3 separate regions of the Mus musculus genome follow, and regions 2 and 3 are each linked to region 1. The links are chromatin contacts, called in public Micro-C and promoter capture Hi-C maps. All regions are on one chromosome and are shown on one strand. The core of a region is the stretch at or near the end of the contact, and the rest is flanking DNA. Distances in the headings are between cores, read along the strand shown.

Region 1 (4,534 bases), core at 972-3,471:
GACCCACAGCCTTCCAAGTGCTGCTCTTTCCACAATGCCTGTGACTGCCCCTTCTCCTCCATCCACTGCCTGTCCACCCCAGCCCCATGTCCCATGACAGTTCACATTCAGAGAACGGACAAACAAGAAGCTGGGTTACTGACCAGCAAGGGGACTGATCTTTAAAGAAAGCAAGGGCTAACCCAAAATGTCAGAGGAGGCCATATGTTCTGTGACCAGACAGTAAACCACGAGCAAGATGGACTCGGGTAGGGTGCCGCTAAGGACTCAGACTTGGGAGCCCAGCAGGCTCTGGCCTCATTTCACTCCTCACATGGACTAGAAAGAGTGCCTATCTCATAGGAAGCTAGATGAGATAAAACCCATGGACATTGCATGTCCAAAGATGTCCTCGCTGCCAGAGCTGACCTTTCAGCTCTGACCTTTCATCATGCCTTTCATCCTGGTGCTGTCTCTTAATTAACTAACTAATTAATTAATTTATATCCTGACTGCAGTTTCCCTTCCTCCTCTTCCCGGTCCGTCACTCCCACCCTCCCTGCCCCATCCACCCCTCCTCCTCGTCTCCTCAGAAAAGGGGAGGGAGGCCTCCATGAATACCAACTATCCTTGGCATATCAAGTAGCAGTAGGACTAGGTGCAGCTTCTCCTATTGAGGCTAGAAGAGGCAGCCCAGTAGGAGAAAGGGTCCCAAAGGCAGGCAACAGGATCAGAGACAGCTTCTGCACCCGCTGTTAGGAGTCCCACATGAAGACAAAGATGTACAACCATTACATATGTGCAGAGGTCAGTCCCGTGCAGGCTCCTCGGTTGGCGGTTCAATCTCTGTGACCCTTTGTGGGCTCCATCTGGGTTCTTCTCGTTCCCAGCTGAGATTCAGGACAAGTTACCTGTTCGCTATGCTTAGTGTGCTCTCTGGTGATAATAAAGGTATGTACCCAGTATGGTAGACATGGGGGTTAAACAAACCGGATTTGGTCAGGACTTGGAACACTGCCTGGCTAATGGCAAGCACTTCACAGTATTTCCGTGGCTCAGGCAGTCAGGGTCCTTCTGACTCAGTTTTACCGTCATCCGAAGAGTCAATACCTTTCTTGATTTTGTTATTATCACCACCATCACTACAATTATTGTTATAACCGTGTTGAGGTATTTTTTTTTGACAAATAAAAATTGCAGGGCTGGTGAGAAGGCTCTGTGGGTAACAGCACAAGCCTGCTAACCTGGGTTGAGACCCTAGGGACACGGTGGAAAGGGAGTTGTCCTCTGACTTTCTCATGAGTGCCGTGGCTTGCACACTCACACGCATATGCACACACAAATATGTGTAAGAAAGCTGCGTGTATTTAAGGTATACAATGTGATGACTTTATATGTATATATATATTATGAAATGAGTACCATAAAGAAGCTAACTAATATACCCAATACATCCCACATACTAGCACATACAGAGTCCATCACTACACACACATACACACACACACACATATATATGTGTGTGTGTGTGTATGCCATCACTTTTGCACATAAACATTCAATCACAACTCTTATTATATAAACAGGTATGCTTATATAATTTTATTATATATGTATAAAATTTATGAACGGTGATTTTGGAAAATATCTGCTTCTAAATGATTGGTCTTAGTTCGCTTCTCCCAGAACTATGTAAGAACAGAATTCATTTGGACTGCCAATCACTTCATTTCCTTCTTCCATTCAGCCTACCAGTCCCCTGCCATCATCCATTCATGAGACACAAATATTCACTGAACATTTAAGGGCTCCCGTCATCCACAGTGCCCAGCACAGATCAGACCTCTAAGTAAGGCAGTGATGAGTAGACCAGGAGGATAAAAGAAGAAGGGGAGGAACTAAGTTCTCAGACCTTTCTTTGATACTTCCATCTCCCAAAGTGGCTTCCTCTGTGCCATCCGGAGTGTATCAACTCTGCTACATGTGGGTGCTGGCATCCCGGAAAGGCGGGCCCGGGGAACCCGCCCCCTCTCTCTTGCCCCTGGCACGGGCGGATGACTCGGTGGCTGGCACCCAGCTGCGGTCGCACCCCAGAAGGGCATGAGCCCCTGCCCCAGAGTTGATTCCCCATCGCCCGGTGTTGCCCAAGGCACAGGGTGACTCCTCCCCGAGGACCCTCCCCTTCGGGGCGCGCGTCACTCTCCCCACCCCTGGGTTCGGACCCTGGCGGCTTCCCGTGCCGTGCCTGCCGGAGCCACGTTGGGACAAGTCACGGCAACCTGCCCAGGAACCGCGGACCTCGGGCGCTGTCAGCCCAGGTCCCCATGGAGCTGCGGGTCGCCAACGCCAATGGCAGCTGCGAGAACGGTGCGTGCGGCTGTGAGGGAGACTTGGGCGGGTGCTGCGCTTCTCACCTTGTCCCCACCATCCTCGCCATCTCCTCCTCACCTGCTGGGGCCGCAAAGCTGGGAACAGGGGAGGTTAGCAACTTATTCCCACTCGGCTCCCAAACTGTCCTGAAGTTCCGGGTCTGGCGGAGATGTCACCTCCCCAGTGGCAGCTGCCGGGAGCTGAAGCAACAGAAAGAAGAAAAACAGAGCGCACTGGGGCAGGTGGCCTGTGAAAGGGGTGGGATAGAAAACTCAGGAGTAGTGTTGGCTTGCTGCAGGCTAACTAGATAACCTGTTGACATCTTTCCATCATCTAAACCAGAGAGTAGAGGAACAGAGAGGCTCCCTAGTCCAAAATTACACAACACATTTTGAAAAGGGAGAGAAAGGACCTCAGACAGTGCTTAGGAAATACCCTCGATTTTCTGGAATATTCCTTAACTATGTAGACCTTGGTCCTTCCCTGAACTATATTCCATTTAGTCCCAGAAACAAACTCTAATATGATATGCAGGCAGTTGTTTTATCTTTTTTTGTTGTTGTTATTGTTGTATTTAGACAAAGACTTGCTAAATTGTCCAGAATAGCTTAAAATGTGTGATTCTCCTGCCTCCGTTCCTCTCAGCCAGGAAATGCGAGCCTAAGTCACTGGGCTTTGATTTTATTTTTAAATTTACTTATTACTAGTGTGCATATGTCTATGTGCATATTACACACTCTCTCTCTCTCTCTCTCTCTCATGTGTGATAAATGATATATATTTATAGGCACAAGTGCCATCCTGAGGTGATGGAAGTGAGAGGACAAGTTGGAGAAGTGAGTTCGCTGCTTTTACATAAGTTCCAGGGCCAGAACTTGGGAGCAGGAGACTTTACCCAAGGAGCCATCTCCTCAGCCTTCAGCCTAGGTTTTAAAACATTTTGTTGTTGTTGTTGTTGTTTTCTATTCTTTTCATTTGTGTTCTTTTTTCTTTTTCTTTTCGTTTTTGCAGTGATGGAAACTGAACCCAGCCAGGGCCTCGTGTGTGTTAGGAAAGTATACTAACAATGGCCTTCGTCCCCAGGACACAGAGTTGTAATTTCACTATGCCCATTCTCCATTCGTCCCCAGGACACAGAGTTGTAATTTCACTATGCCCATTCTAGAGATGTAGAAACAGAGGCTGCAGCAGCAGGTCTAATCATTTGTGGCAGCTACCACGGTGGGGAATATGAACCACCTCCTGGATTCAGACTCCTGGACCTATGTGGCTGCTGTTCTCTGTTCCATCTGGAACTTTCTCTACTTTCGTCCTGTCTTGGAAGGACAGCCTGTGTGATGCTCTGAGTCCCTAACTTCTGCCCTTCTTCAGCGAAGAGCTTGAAGCCTGCTCTTAGGTGTTGGCTGAACCTCAGTCTCCTAAGCAACCAGGCGGGACTTTCCAGCCTCACCCCGTATCCCAAGGCAGCAGACATCTCCGGTCCTAGAACATTTTAGAGAAAAAGACAAGGAATCCATTTTTCCCATGTGCACTCCGTCTGAATTGGGTTCCCTAGGCCACCAGCTCTCTCTGGTTATAACTTCACTGTACTGGGAGAACTTGACTTCCATGGATGTGCTCAGGGGAACTGATTGGCTGGGGTGAGTCCTCTGGCTCCGCCCACTAGCAGTGAGATTGGGGAAAGCAGGGGAAAGGTGAGGGTACAGACATTACTGCCTGCATTTCCTGGGCTCAGGGAACTCCCCAGATGAGGCTCATGGGCAAGGATGCCCTGAGCTGGTGGAACAAGAGTGAGCTATGCAGAACCAGTCTGATTACGCGTAGATGACTTCTTGTCTCACAGCAAAGCACACACACATTTCCTGGGATTTCGGTCCCAGCTTCTGTTTTCTTTATGGGACTTCAATTCCCATAGCAGAACATAGGAGGGTCAGATGGGCTGTTTTGTTTTGTTTTTATTTTCCACTTTATCGCTTAAAAAAAAACATACAGAATGGAGGGTCTTGCTATGATAACTCCATACACATAAATAATTGTGCCTTGCTCACATTTGCTCCCCTTCTGCTTTCCGCCACCCTTTTTACCTCTCACTGTTTTTTAATGAATGCCTCCTTTTCCCTGTTCTGGTACCTGGTGTGGAACCTACGGCATTGCTCATCCCAGGCTAGTGTGCTACCATTAAGAT
Region 2 (4,534 bases), core at 763-3,262, 110 kb after region 1:
CCCAAAGGAATTCCCTATGCCACTCCCTGTATCACCGGGGATATTGTTTATGTTGATATTGATTATGTTGGTATTGATTATGTTGATATTGATTATGTTGATGCTTTTGACCAGCTTTAGCAGCTGCTTTGGCCACTTCATAAATGAAAGAAAAAAAAATCTTCGTCACATTTGTATAAGAGCCAGGAGTTTAACTTTGAGGAAATTATATTTCTGTGGTCTCTTGGTAGAACTTAGAGCCATTAAAATCATAGTTTTGGGAGATGTCATGATTTGGGAAGCACCTTTTAAAGTGTATGAATGGTACGATTCCAGATTCATCAGTATATAGTCATAGAAGGACAGGAAGGGGGAAAGGAAAATATTAATAGCAACTGCTCATTTGGGGATCATGGGTCACTTTACAACTCGTAGATTTTGCTTTCTCCCCGGGTCTGCAGTCACTCTACCTCACTGACTGTTCTCAAGGCCTCCAGATCCCGTGAAGTTTACTTTCCTGTCTTTCTTCTGTGCAAATGGTAGGCTGGAAAATCAGACTCGAACAGGACCTGGCTCCCTCTTCCCCGAGGAACCCCACACCCCAACAAAAGGAAGAGCCTTCTCCTATCCAAGGCAAAGGAGCTGGAGCGTTGAGTGGAGGAAACCCTCGGGTCAGGTTCTTGCAGGGATGGGGCGGGGGCTGCAGCCTGCCCAGCCCGTACACTAGGGCGTCGTTAGCTTGATTTAAAAACGCTGACGGTTGGTACAGCAAGCACCCGCGACCGTCTGGAGTCAGCCCAGCTCTCCAGCTGCCTCAGAGCTAAGGCTAAATAAGCTCTCCCGGGTCAAGATGACAGAAGCCAGGCATTGCCCCTCCGGGACCGTCCCTTCCGCGAAATCCTATGAGAACCTCTGAGGGATGCGGCCCGGGAGGGAGCGGTGCCTGGGAAAACAGTTGTGAGAAATAGGCATTATCCAGCGTCCAAACTGGAAGCGTGGAGCCCATTCCATTTTCTTCACATGAAAACTGAGGCCAAGAGGAGATAGGCATTGGGTGAGGTGGAAAGAAAGCTCCGGTTTCCAGTATCAGATCTTCAATGTGGGGCGTACTTATACACACCTGGGTTTTTGTTAGTGAACTTCAGCTTACGATCTGCATAATGGGTGCGCATGGTTCTTTTATGGTCTTTCAGAGATGCTAAGTGTACAGGCAGAGATAACCAGTAAACCACCCTACCCTAATCTCTCGGAAACCTTTGATTTTCTATCCCACTGGTATGCTTTTGACACCACCACCCCCCCGCCCCCAGCAAGATCCAGGGAGTGGTTCCCTCGCCGATTCGGGATAGGATGCTTGGGGTGCTCCTCTGGGGATGCTCTGGGGTTGCTAGAGCAGCGGGCGCAAAATAGCGATGAGAGAGAGGCAGAGCGGAGACGAGCAACCTCAAGAAAAACAGCAAAGATAGGAAGAGCAGCGGAAAGAGAAGCCCAAAGTAAGAAAACACGGGGAGATGAAGAAAGGAAGGCAAGCAAAGAGAGAGAGAGAGAGAGAGAGAGAGAGAGAGAGAGACTTACTGCTTTCTGATTGCAGTGAGCGCACTAGCTCCACGACCTCCCGTGGCTCACCACAAGAGAACAAAGCCTGGGCTCCTAGGCTTGGGGGTGGCGATACTCACACCCGGGGAGTGGCGGAGTCCGCAGGGATAGCGGTCATGGAGCTGCCGGCATGCAAGAGCGACTCTCAGACCCTCAGTCATCACCACCACCCCTAGTCGCCTCAGAACCCATCTGCGCGCTGCCACTTACTTGTGGTCCATCCCGGCTCGCACGCCGCCAGCGGCCAATGTAGCTGCAGAGCGAGAGCCAGCAAGCAGAACCGGGCGACGCCCGCGCGCCCGGGCATGATAGCAACGGCCCTCTCACTGTCCGCAATCACACATCCCCTGCCATTGCCTGCCCCCGGCCTAGCGGCGGCGGAGGTTTTCAAGCAAACGCCGGCCTAAAAGCCACCCAGCCCACATCCCAGACGCTCCGCCCCTAGCCCCTCAGGGCTCTGCCTGGAATGGGAGGAGGGGAGGCGCCACGCGGAGGAGGGGGTTGGTGGTGGCTGGAGGGACAGCAGTGGGAGGAGCGAGGGAAGCCCCCCGGGAGCATCGCTGACTCAGGTGAAGGACACCCAGGGGAAGGGATGATCCGAATTTCTGAAGTAATCAACCATTCTTGAGGCCTGGGAGATTACAGGACTGGGGTTGAAAGTGTTAAACACACACACACACACACACACACACACACACACACACACACACACACACTTCTGCCCCACTGTAGCTAGTTTACTCTATCCCGCTTTATGCTAAGTACTTTGGGTGACCAAGACAACTCTTTGTAGCTCTACCTTCCAGGATTGACTACTCTTGGAGTCAGGCTGTGAAAGAGTTAATTCCAAGGGACTGAAATGAGTGCTAAAAGAACTTGTTTTCCTATCGGGACTCCAATCTGGGCCTTTAGTCCAGGCCTTCTGACACGGGAGGTGGGGGGTGGAGGGGGTGGGGTTGCAGATCCAGCATCCCAGAGGACAGGGCTTCTGTACTCCAGAAACAGAACACCAAGCCCAAGAAACAGTCTAGACAGGATTACAGAGAAGGAGGGAAGCCTTGGGCTGTATAGGTTGGGGACAGGAGAGAGCAGAATTTGGGATGGTTAGGGTTTAGGATGCAATGGAAGATGAAGCCCACAAATGATGGCTATCACTAAGAAAATTACAGTAGCAGACACTTAGGACTTAGCTTTTATTGACATTCCGTACGTGCTAGGGCCTCTGATAGTTGATCTTGTCATGAGTCCGCTGTGGACTGGAAATGTGTCTCAGCTGGTGGAATGCTTGTCATGCACTCATGAAGCCCTGGGTTCCATCCCCAGGACCTCGTAATTCCAGGAGTGTGGTGCACCACTGTGATCCCAGCACTTATGGGGCAGAGGCTGGAGGATCCAAAGTTCAAGGTTAATCTCTGCTACGTGGTGAATTTGAGGCTAATCTGGACTCCATTGACACAGTGTAGAATAACAGTGATAATTAGGCGACCATCTGGAGGGGGTAGGTATTGGCTTCATCTCTATCTCCCCTCTGGGGGAGGGGAATCAAACCAGAAAAGCATTAAGTCCCCTCACCAAAGGTCACAAAGCTAATGTCTGGGTTTCACTTAGAGTCTGTATATTTGCTATTACAAAGCCTGGTGCAACATGCCTTAGTTGATGAATGAAGAACAGAAAAAAGAGATAGCCAGAAATAATCTGTATAGGGTTGGTTAGCAAAACTCCAAGGGAGAGGAGGCTCTGGAAGGGGAGTCTCGCACCTACATTTGTCAGTTCCTTTCCCCATCCCCCACCCCCAAAACCAGGCCAGGAACTCTCAAAACCAATGCACCGTGAGTCTGCAAGGCTCTCACAGAGGGAAGGGATCAAACCATTCTTACCATTGGTGTGGACAGGAACTGTGTGAGTTCTCTCCATCTGCTGTAATGGAAAAGCAGATAGTGGCTTAGAGAGTTGCCTTTCTCACCCCCAGGCGGCAAGGGGTGTGACTGGTCTGAGGCATTAAAGACTCATTTGTCAGTCCTGGAAAGCTGGAGTGTCAAGCCCCACGTGTCACCAGGTCAGATTCTGATAAACTCTTCTATTCGTTTGTAAACAACTGTGTCTTCACCTGGCCCTGTCCATACAAGTATAGGGAGCGAGCTCCGGGGTTTTCTGAGGAAGCCTGTGCTATGTATGAGCCCATCCTCACGGACTCTAGCCTAATTATCTCCTTGTGGGTACCATCTTCTTGTACAGTCACACCAAGGCTTGGGTTCCAACATATGAATGGGGGGGGGGGTAATTTAGTCCTTCACTGTCATGCATGTCATTTGCTATCACCATAGAAATGGTCTAAGGCTGGGCGTGGTGGTGCATGCCTTTAATCCAAGCACTTGGGAGGCAGAAGCAGGAGAATTTCTGAGTTCGAGGTCAGCCTGGTCTACAGAGTGAGTTCCAGGACAGTCAGGGCTACACAGAGAAACCCTGTCTCGAAAAACCAAAAAAAAAAAAAAAAAAAAAAAAGAAAGAAGATGAGTCTTGTCATACGTTGAGAAAATTCCATTTGCTGACAATGATTTGCTGTGTATTTAATGACCATGTGCCCTTAGATACTTAGAGGGGAAGGGGCCCAGCCAAGTGGCTCAGCAGGTCAAGGCACTGACCTCCAAGATTGATGACTGAGTTTGATACACACATGGGGAAGGGGAGCAGAGAGAGAGAGAGAGAGAGAGAGAGAGAGAGAGAGAGAGAATTTTAAAAATGTAATTTCTTAAGAATTAAAAATTGAGAGTAAGCCGGACAGTGGTGGCGCATGCTTTTAATCCCAGGACTTGGGAGGCAGAGGCAGATGGATTTCTGAGTTCGAGGCCAGCCTGGTCTACAGAGTGAGTTCCAGGACAGCTAGAGCTACACAGAGAAACTGTGTCTCAAAAACCTCAAAGAAAAAAAAAATTGAGAGTAAAAACCTGTGAGGAACTGG
Region 3 (4,534 bases), core at 1,015-3,514, 69 kb before region 1:
AGGCACCTTCTCCTCGTGATGGAAGTTATAGCGCAGGTATCCGGAGAAGATACTGTTCCAGTTGGGCCTGTACATAATATGGTAATAGTCCTCCAAGCAGGGCTCCGAGGGTGACCAGGAGATGATGGCTCCTGTGTGAGACACGTTCCCAACCTCAATGTTCATCCCGGGTCTGGAACCAAATCACAGTGAAGAGTGACATCCTCCCTCCTACATCAGCATTTGACATCATCCTAGCCGCTGCAGACTGAGCGCATGAGATGGCCACAGATACTGACATCGTTAGAGAGACAAAAGAAAATGGACGTCCGGAGGTTAAGCTAGTAAGCCAGTGGTGGAATACAGGTAGGAATGAGGACTGGCTCATGACAAAGCTAGCAGCCCTCAGGCTCAAGATGTACCCACATCATCCCGGCCACAGCCCATCCTGGCTGAGATCCATCACTGACAGTGTCGTTCCCAGCCCTTCCAAACACAGGCAACGTGAAGAGAGCTCTGAGGGCCTACCTTATGCTTCTCAGCTCAGTCCTGACCTCTTGCCTCTGCTGTGAATGCTGTAATGTTACCTAGAACATTCTGCCCAATGGCTTTTTTTTTTTTTTTTGACAAGTTACTTTTCCCATGACTAGTAGAGATTCCCTCTGGCGCCCCCCAGTGGCGATCTACCTCAAAGCTTCTGCAAGTGTTTTGTTTTGTCAAAGCCCAAGGTGCAAGAAATTAGTTTCTCAGATCAAGGTCCTCAGCTCCCAGGATAGCTTAACTTCTAATTGCCCCATAACTTCTAAAAGTAGCAATAGTACTATGACTTTTGTGACTGTCTAACCCACTAGTTCCCAACTTTCCTAATGCTGTAACCCTTTAATACAGTACTTCATGTGATGGTGACCCTCCAACCATAAAATTGCTTTTGTTGCTACTTCATAACTGTAATTTTGCTACCGTCATGACTTGTAATGTAAATGTTTGTGTTTTCCAATGGTCGTTTGGCCCCCAAAGGGGTTGAGAACCACAGCAAATCGGCAGTTGCTGGATCCAGGCTGTGCCAGGTGGCTTCTCCCACAATAACAGACTCCATTCCCATCTTATTAATGAGCGGCCTGGAGTATCAGCTCACAGGAAGAGAGAGAACTTACCCACTTAGCCACTGTATTTCAATGCAGAGCCCCTGAGTTCAGTAATAGATTATTATTGTTGATTATTTATTATTATTATTATTATTATTAAATTATTGGTAAATGAGGTACCCTGGTTGGCTGTATGGCAGATGAGCCCTGTTCAGATTGTAAGCCTTTCAGCTTTGGTAAAGGAGAGGCATCAAGGTTTTTGGGTTTTCTTTCATTCTCTCCGATTGAGAGAAAGCTTTCCTTCTGAATCCCCCCTGATCAAAAATCTAGACAAGCGTTGCCAGGCTCTATATGTTCCGGTCTCCCTCTGCCTTCTTCTCCATTCCCCATCCCCAGCCAGAAGTGCAGATGCTGCGGAAGATTGAAATGGCAAGCGGGCACGTTCAGCCCAAAGTGAATATTAAGCCAAACTGATTTCTGTTTCTGGGCTTGTGTTGTTAGGCTAGGTGAGCCAGGGGAAAACGTAACAGCGTGAAGTAAGTTTTCAGTCCTTGGTTTCCATCTCTAAAGACAGTGACATGCTTGAGAAAGCAGCTTCCTCCTCTCCACGTGGCTGGGAATTTGCACCCAGTAAATGGGAAATACAAAAGATGAGGCAGGGGTGTACAGAGCCTCCCAGAGATGGCTTTCAGAAGGAAACGGACTTACTCTCCCTCGGGTCTCTTGATGTATGCCCACCTCCCCACCCAGGGACCTACATACCCAACAAACACACTTCCAACCTCCGTAAGTGGGCGGAATTCATACCCTGTTAATACACAGGCGCCCTGTAAGGCCCTCCCATCGGGGTGATCGGGCATCCTGTCCTTGTACACATACCTCCCCTTCTGCTTGCCTCCCCCCTGCTGCTGGCCATCTTATAGCCTGGGTTCCCTGCAGCAGACGTTTCTAAGAGCTTCCACCGAGACTGCTTCTACAGCATCTCCAGCTTCCAGGGACAAATCCATCTCTTCGTATTTATTTTTTTTTTTCTCCCCGTCTTCTGTTTTTAAACTCTTCCCATTTTTAGCTATCCAGTCCCCACAGCCTGGCCCCTCTCCAGGCAGAGTGTGAAAGGAAAAGCCATTTTTATTTCCAAGACAGCCATCCATGCCTCTTACCTGATGCTCGCAGTGTGTCTGGTATAGACGTCTCCCCTCTGAGCCGGAGCGGACCGGATCCCAGGTGACGAGCTTCTCCCTCTTCTCCCTCCTCCGCACCAGGCTCTCCTTGATGTTTCTCACTCACCACTGAGTAATCCCACTGTCGCCCCCAACGCTCACATTATTCATTCTTCAGATCAGCATCATTCACCATGGCAACCAGCAGGCATCTACGCACAATGCTTTCAGGGACCAGTCTGAGTAGGCTTTTGCCAGTGAAAGGAGCTTTGGTTCCTTCAGCAAGAAACGAGCAGGTTGAAAAATTTTGCAGGTTGATCCCCAAGATAGCACATTCTTCTAGTGCTTGTGTATTTTCTCTGTAGTTGGCGCTCTCTCTCTCTCTCTCTCTCTCTCTCTCTCTTCAGGTACACATGTTCATGTCATACCTATGTAGAGATCAGAAGGCAGCCCTTAAGTGTCATTTCTCCAGAACCGTCTACTCTCTGTTTGAGACAAAGTCTCTCATGAGCCTGGAATTTGCACCCAGCAGGCTAAGGCCAGCTGGCCAGTGAGCTTTGCAAGCTCTGAGGTACAAAGGCACACCCCCGTGTCTGGCATTTTTATGTGGGTTCTGGGGATTGAACTCAGGTCCTGAGGCTCCTTGAGGTAAGGGGTTTACTGCTGAGCCATCTTGAAGGCTGACCAGTGATCATTGTCTTACTCCATCTCCATCTGTGGATAGTGGTTTCAAATGCAAAGATGCCCTTCGGTTCTGTGGCGAACTTGTCCCCTCCTTTCCTGTCCCACTTCCCCCCTGGAAATTCTCCCCCTCCTTCCTCTCATTTCCTGCAGTGCCTCTACATGATGGTTCTGGGCGAGATTCTTGTATTGCCTGGATCCCAGTTCCTTCAACTCTAAAGCTTCGAACACCTCAGGGGCAAAACACGGGTACCAACATTTCAAATACCCTTGTCAAGATTGCTCAACCATTATCTCCCATGGACTGGTGGTCCCTCAACATGAACTTTAGAGCATGGCTTTAGAAGTAGAGCCTTCATGGGTGTTAATTAGTTAAGGATCGCGAGATGAAATCACCCTTGATCACTTCTATGGAGTCTTTCTAAGAGAATGAACGTTTGAACCCATGGAGACACACACACAAGAGGAGGCCATGTGGAGGCAGAGGCAGGAGTGGAAGCAATGGATCCATGAGCAGCGGGCGGGGATAGGGGATGGGGATGGGGGGACGGGACAGGGGAGCTGTCCTGCAGACGTGCTGATTTCAGGCTTCCTGTCCACAGAACTGTGTGAGAAAGCATCCTGTCACTTATGAGCCACCATGTTTGTGCCAGTCTGTCACAGCATTCTAGGAATACAGCACATCTCCCCTCCTGGCTGAGCTCACACTCAGCCTTGGAGTTCTGAGCACAGACATATGAATGAACGGCTGCTTGCCAGCCAGCCAGCCAGTCAGCCAGTCAGTCAGTCAGTCACCTGGAACTGACGCGAGAAATGGAAGCTGCTTAGTGTTCCTGGGGCAGATGGGACCCAGTCTGCCTTGCCTTTGAGGACTCCTGAATTTTCTGTTTATCCCAACAAATTCCTTCCTGGTCTCCTCAACATTACAAAAATATCTCACTGTCATCTGTCCAAGAGCCTGGACATGTCTGAATGGAGGGTGAGATGAGTTCTAAATTTGTGTGTGTGTGTGTGTGTGTGTGTGTGTAGTGTTCTGGTGTATGTGTGCAGATGGGTGTGACTATGTGTGTGTCCGTGTGGATGCCAGAAGCTGATAGTGGATATCAGATGACTTCTCCAATCACTATGCACCTAATCTATCGAAGCACGGTCTCTTAGTTGAACCTAGAACTCGCTGATTTCACTGTTGTACACTAGCTAGCTAGCTCCTGCCTCACTCGGCCTTCTGGGATTACACACAGACCATGTTTGTCCAGCATTTACTAGATGCTAGAGTTCTAAACCCAGCCCTCTCGACTACATGGTAAATGCTTTACCCTGGGAACCCTGGATTTTACATAATAGACACATACACACACCCCTTCATGCCCTTGTCTTTTAGTGCCTGGCTACGATGGACCTCACATGTACATATATGCTTCCATCTTTATGGAAACTAAAAAGTTAATTTCAAGGAAAAGAACGCAATGGTCACATGAGCCTGGAGAGAGTAGGAGACAGAGGCACAGTAGGAAAGGTGGCATTGAACATGAGGAATAACTCCTAGCGCTCTGTAACACGGCAGGATAGCTATGGTTGACAGCAATCCATCGTTTCAGAGTAACAATAGAGGATTTTGAATGTCCTCAA

Evidence for each region. Hi-C and Micro-C count contacts between places; a contact is called where the count stands out from the background. Capture Hi-C pulls out chosen DNA fragments and counts their contacts.
Region 2: a Micro-C map of the HL-1 cell line shows a contact between it and region 1, with 2.2 times the contacts expected there. The contact joins the promoter of Adam19 here to the promoter of Nipal4 in region 1. A contact is called at or near these places in 3 of 39 promoter capture datasets (cranial neural crest, neutrophils and pre-B cells), 2 of 15 datasets of contacts at CTCF or cohesin (embryonic stem cells and stem cell-derived epiblast-like cells), 8 of 484 Hi-C or Micro-C datasets (the HL-1 cell line, brown adipocytes, embryonic stem cells and 2 more), 7 of 115 datasets of contacts at active chromatin or transcription factors (craniofacial prominence, differentiating embryonic stem cells, embryonic stem cells and 1 more) and 2 of 9 other capture datasets (adipose tissue and liver).
Region 3: a contact with region 1 is called in a promoter capture Hi-C map of pancreatic islet. The contact joins the promoter of Fndc9 here to the promoter of Nipal4 in region 1. A contact is called at or near these places in 1 of 484 Hi-C or Micro-C datasets (epidermal suprabasal cells), 1 of 115 datasets of contacts at active chromatin or transcription factors (embryonic stem cells) and 1 of 9 other capture datasets (pancreatic islet).

What each region holds. Positions count from the first base shown.
Region 1 is chr11:46,164,046-46,168,579 of GRCm38.p6, reverse strand. Nipal4 (NIPA-like domain containing 4) reads left to right here and starts at 2,221. Exons shown (of 6, transcript NM_172524.3): 1 at 2,221-2,346. The coding sequence starts at 2,304. Gm35624 (a long non-coding RNA gene) reads right to left here and starts at 2,577. Exons shown (of 7, transcript XR_001780199.2): 1 at 2,428-2,577.
Region 2 is chr11:46,053,462-46,057,995 of GRCm38.p6, reverse strand. It overlaps Adam19 (a disintegrin and metallopeptidase domain 19 (meltrin beta)), which reads right to left and starts at 2,012. Exons shown (of 23, transcript NM_009616.4): 1 at 1,786-2,012. The coding sequence starts at 1,882.
Region 3 is chr11:46,233,287-46,237,820 of GRCm38.p6, reverse strand. Fndc9 (fibronectin type III domain containing 9) reads right to left here and starts at 2,264. Exons shown (of 2, transcript NM_177075.4): 1 at 2,225-2,264; 2 at 1-172. The coding sequence starts at 165. The region is part of intron 23 of Cyfip2 (cytoplasmic FMR1 interacting protein 2); the gene reads left to right.